Regions from separate parts of the Sus scrofa genome. Here region 2 is linked to region 1. A link is a contact called in public Hi-C data. All regions are on one chromosome and are shown on one strand. The core of a region is the stretch at or near the end of the contact, and the rest is flanking DNA. Distances in the headings are between cores, read along the strand shown. Region 1 holds the start of LOC110261482 (histone H2A type 1-C). Region 2 holds the start of LOC110261483 (histone H2A type 1).

Region 1 (2,700 bases), core at 5-2,504:
AATAGTGAATCTGTTTGGACATTTATGGTGTAAACAGATTGGCAGTGAGGAGACATTTGTCTGACTTGGGACAATTAAGTCCTTGGGCAGGCTCACTAGGGGCAGAGAAAAAAAATCTGTTTTAGTTGTTTAAGGACTTGGGGAATCTTAAAATTTGGCTGATCTCCTGTGACAAGCATCTGTCATTGTCCTATATATTTGCACTTCTGCCTTAATTGGGCCAGGGCTGCCCCTCATTTCTCAGGTAACTTCCAGGTTAGACAGCCAATGATGGTGAAGTCCTGCTCAAATTGTCTGTCTAGCACCAGACAGGCCTCAGTATTTTTCCAAGATGTCAAAAGAAAACAGCACATTTAAGATCACCGGGTCTTTATGTTAAGCAATCTAAATGATACGCTATCTTACCCCAAATCCTACCAAAAAAACACCAAAACAAATGAAAAAGCCTTGTTCTCTTTGTAGCCAATTTTACCTCCTGTATTGTCCCACTTTTTTACAAAAAAAGCAAATTTTACTCCTAGGTTCAGAAAATGTGTTCTAGACGAATAAAATAAAATGGAAAATGTGTTTCACTCACCTCAAAATCTTCCCTTAGAGCAAAAATGACCAAGTGCTTAAGGGAATGCGGAATTTCTCAGGAACCATCTCCCCCCGCCCAGGACTGCCAGGTAAGGAAGTTTCTCTATTAGACACTTTGTATTGCCAAGTTCCATCCACAGCGCCCCTGCTCTCTTCCCGCCTAGTTTCCCGAACTTACAGGAAGCTTTTGTCAAATTGCAAGCGTCCCTAAAGCATTCAATTCTGACTGTACTGGTTACACAAGGCACCAGAAACCTAAGCAGGTTTTTCATGTTCCAATCACCCCAGACCAACTGCAGCACACTGATCACTGCAACCCACAAAATAGAGTGGACTTTACACTTGGGGGCTAAGCCCTAAGGCAGAAAACAGTGATTAACACTTTGGCATGACCGTGTCAACAACACAGCAGCGGTTTTAATTGTGTAACACCTTACACCCAATTACAAAGTTACAAATAACTCTACCACTCACGCAATCACACAAAACCAAGTGTTAGAGATTGCAGCTCTCTTTGTGGACATGTGGGTGGCTCTGAAAAGAGCCTTTGGGGTAAGTGTAAAGATGCTTACTTGGCAATTTATTTCGAGCTGGTGTACTTGGTGACAGCCTTGGTGCCCTCGGACACGGCGTGCTTGGCCAGCTCCCCAGGCAGCAGCAGCGCACGGCCGTCTGGATCTCCCGGGACGTGATGGTCGAGCGCTTGTTGTAATGCGCCAGCCGCGAGGCCTCGCCGGCGATGCGCTCGAAAATGTCGTTGACAAAGGAGTTCATGATGCCCATGGCTTTGGACGAGATGCCGGTGTCCGGGTGGACCTGCTTCAGCACCTTGTACACGTACACGGAGTAGCTCTCCTTGCGGCTGCGCTTTCGCTTCTTACCGTCTTTTTCTGGGCCTTGGTAACCGCCTTCTTGGAGCCCTTCTTCGGAGCGGGAGCGGACTTCGCTGGCTCAGGCATTTTGAACCTGAAAAAAAACCAAGATCAAAATGAAAGCAGGAAGCGGATTTCTGGTACTTATAGGGCCTTTATGCTAATGAGGGATGCAGAGCGTGTCTTAGTTAATTGGAAGAAAAACAGCAAGGCTGTCATCTATGGGCAGAACTATGCAAATGAGGGATGGAAATAAAGCTTTTCTATTGGCTACTTGACTGTGTCTGGTTAATAGCCAATCAGGCAACAGAATTTACTCCCCAGGAAATGCCTATAAAAGCGGCTGTGTCTTACCTAGTTGTAGACTTGGTCTTCCATAACGACTGGTCTTGTCTTGTTTATTTTCTTTTTATTTTTTTCCTATGTCGGGACGTGGCAAACAAGGAGGAAAGGCTCGGGCCAAGGCCAAGTCTCGTTCCTCGCGCGCCGGACTCCAGTTCCCGGTGGGCCGAGTGCACCGCCTGCTTCGCAAAGGCAACTACGCCGAGCGGGTGGGCGCTGGCGCTCCGGTATATCTGGCGGCGGTGTTGGAGTATCTGACAGCTGAGATCCTGGAGTTGGCTGGCAACGCGGCTCGCGACAACAAGAAGACCCGCATTATCCCGCGCCACCTGCAGCTGGCCATCCGCAACGACGAAGAGCTCAATAAGCTACTGGGCCGCGTGACCATCGCTCAGGGCGGCGTCCTGCCCAACATCCAGGCCGTGCTGCTGCCCAAGAAGACCGAGAGCCACCACAAGGCCAAGGGCAAGTGATTAATTAGACCAGTACCAGGGTTTCCGGAAGTGCTTTCAAACCCAAAGGCTCTTTTCAGAGCCCCCCACTATTTCAAAAAAAAGAGCTAGTGACATTATAGATGAAAGGGGAAAGAAAAAGGCGAGGCAAAGGTAAGTTAATTTTTACCGGAGCTGGGATAATAAAAACTTTAGGTTTTTAGAAAAAGTTTGAGATGTAAATAGAAGTGTGCCTTTGCAGGAAATCTAATGATAAGCCAAGTTGCTACGTATTTAAGATAGTCGAGTGATGTGGTTTTGATCAGTAACTTGTGTGGCTTACCTGCAGAGGTATTTGGTGGTTCCTATAAACTTGACTAGCAAACTGGTTCGTGAGGGCAAAGGCCAAGTAAAATGACCAGGCTCTCTGGCGCCTCATCCTAAACTGCAAGCAATTAGACTTCTAATCCTGCAAG
Region 2 (2,700 bases), core at 176-2,675, 59 kb before region 1:
GACTTGCGAGCGGTCTGCTTGGTACGAGCCATAACTAACAAGCAAGGAGTTTGTCTTACAGCAACTAGTGAGAAGGAGTCAGCCACCGTTCTTTTATACAGCTAGACCTCCGACTATTGGGCCCAAGAACATTCAAACGTTCCCGCGCCCTCCCCTGATTGGTCTACTTCTGAGCCTGTGGGGCTCAAGAGCGGCTTTCAGATTGGTGAATGAGTTCACCAAAAAGACTCTGACGCCCTGACGTCATCTTATTTACCCTTTCGCCTCTATATCTATTGTGGACAATAATCTTGCATTCAAAAGCCCTAGAATTCTTAAAATTTACAAAATAATCGCACAAAACAACAAGAACTTCGTCAACGGGTTTTGTTGAGTTCAAAAACCAAAGATATTTTAGAAATGCTTAGGGAAATTTACATTTGGGTAGCATCTAAAATATTAAGGTTTTCTTGGGTGTGGCACGAATATTGTGGACAATCAGGGAGACGATTTTGAAACTAAAGGGGAGTGTCAAGGATCTATAATTTACTCTCATCTACTCGATAAAATGTGTAATGCTTTTATAAACTCCTGAATCTAGATGCATATTTATTTTTGTGTTGCATTTTTGACGAAAGTTAACCTTAAAGAAATCTGTGCTTATCACTAATAACCTTCTCTCACTCAGAAGGAAAAATCCCAAGCTCTCACCACTGGGACAGGGATGGCAGTTTAGAGTAAAATGGTTATGTCACAGGTAAAGTCCTCAAGAACAATTACTGGGGCTAAAGATTTCTTTCGGGTAATTCACTTGCTAGCTTTGACTTCTACCCTGGTACCGAAACCTTCATATAAGGGGAGAGTAATTAAAAGCATAACAGCTCTTTAAGTAGAAAAGATGGGTGGCTCTGAAAAGAGCCTTTTTTTTTTTTTTTTTCTTGATAGGAAGCAAAATACCTTGCCAAACAAGTAATACTTTACTTGCCCTTGGCTTTGTGGTGGCTCTCAGTCTTTTTAGGGAGCAACACTGCCTGGATATTTGGTAACACTCCGCCCTGAGCGATGGTCACCCGACCCAACAACTTGTTAAGTTCTTCGTCGTTGCGGATGGCCAGCTGCAAGTGGCGCGGAATGATGCGAGTCTTCTTATTGTCGCGAGCTGCATTGCCCGCCAACTCCAGGATCTCGGCGGTAAGGTACTCCAGCACTGCCGCCAGGTACACCGGAGCCCCAGCACCAACCCGCTCGGAATAGTTGCCTTTGCGGAGCAAGCGGTGCACTCGACCCACGGGGAACTGAAGACCAGCCCGAGAGGACCGAGTCTTAGCCTTAGCGCGAGCCTTACCACCCTGTTTGCCACGGCCAGACATAACTGCTAAGGAAAACAGAAAGCCTTTCTAAACAAAAGAGAAAGCGAAATAGAGCGAAGATGAGGGCGAAAGAAGTATTTATACTAACTGGAGGGAGACTGCGTGCAATTCTCCCATTGGCTATTATTAAATAACCAATGGGAGATCAGAACCAGAATCCTTCATTTGCATACAGCATTCCCATCTAGTGTCAGTTCTGTTTGCTCGTGTATTATCTTGTCTGATGTGTCTTTGTAATAGTAACAACTGAATCTATTTAGTTTTCTCAAAGTGCTATCCTTAAACGCAGTCAGATGCAGGAATGATTATTCTCATCGTTCTTACACTTGGCTACTGGGATTGTGACTCATGATTTTTGGAAAGGCATACACACATAACAATTTATAAATAGGTAACATTTAAAGGATAGGTACTTCTATGCCAGGCATTGCTTTAACTGTTCCAGCTCTTTAACTCTTGCAAAAAAAAAAAAAAAGAGGTAGACAGGAAACAAGCAATTCTTTGTCCTGGTCCAAGTCTTCTTAAACTATTTGAGCAATGGAAACTGAAGGCAAGAATTGGATAATCCAGCAAATCTTCCGTTTTATTCATCTACCGCCTTTAGACGATATATGATCCTGGAAGGTACGCACAGTAAACACTATCCTCGTCTTAGAGATTTTGAAACAGAAAGACTCAGTTTGTTCACTTTGTCCAAAGTAAACCTGAGTTAATGGGACCAAGGACTCTGAACTGAGAAAGTCGTCATCATTCCCCAGTGCCACTGCCAACCGTCTTACCCTCATTTTCTCACTTTCATGCCAAATACCGTATTGTAAGTACTTCAGTAAACTCCATCTTCCTACACTGGACCTCTTGCTCTTAGAAGGCTGAGAACTTTGCAGCACATAAGTACATGAAGTCTTGGGACTTTTAGGAAATAAGGGAACAAACACATAGCACAGAAGTACTCAAAATGAGATTAACGATGGAGTTCCCATTTGGAGCAGCGGAAACAAATCCGACCATGAGGATGTGGAGTCCAACCTTGCCTCTCTCAGTGGGTCAGGCCCTGAGCTTCAGTGTTGGTCGCAGACCCAGCTTGATCCCAAGTTGCTGTGGCTGTGGTGCAGGTGGGCAGCTGTAGCTCTAATTCGACCGGTAGCCTGGAAACTTCCATATGCTGCACATGTAGCACTAAAAAAAAAAAGAGAGAGAGAGAGAGATTAACATATGTATTATTAAACATTATACTAATATTACTGTAGAGTCTGTCTGGTCTTAAACCATCAGAAAATCAAGAGAGGTTATGAACAAAACTCTTTTTTCTCTTAATGATACATGAGATAGAAATAAATGGGGTCCTGTCAGT

What was found. Hi-C and Micro-C count contacts between places; a contact is called where the count stands out from the background.
Region 2: a Hi-C map of embryonic fibroblasts shows a contact between it and region 1, with 2.8 times the contacts expected there. The contact joins the promoter of LOC110261483 here to the promoter of LOC110261482 in region 1. A contact is called at or near these places in 2 of 5 promoter capture datasets (fetal liver and liver), 20 of 47 Hi-C or Micro-C datasets (adipocytes, adipose tissue, alveolar macrophages and 10 more) and 2 of 2 datasets of contacts at active chromatin or transcription factors (alveolar macrophages and skeletal muscle).

What each region holds. Positions count from the first base shown.
Region 1 is chr7:20,787,896-20,790,595 of Sscrofa11.1, forward strand. LOC110261482 (histone H2A type 1-C) reads left to right here and starts at 1,255. Exons shown (of 2, transcript XM_021098432.1): 1 at 1,255-2,398. The coding sequence starts at 1,874. The coding sequence ends at 2,266. It also overlaps the pseudogene LOC110261485.
Region 2 is chr7:20,729,041-20,731,740 of Sscrofa11.1, forward strand. LOC110261483 (histone H2A type 1) reads right to left here and starts at 1,426. Exons shown (of 1, transcript XM_021098433.1): 1 at 900-1,426. The coding sequence starts at 1,349. The coding sequence ends at 957. It also overlaps the pseudogene LOC110261489.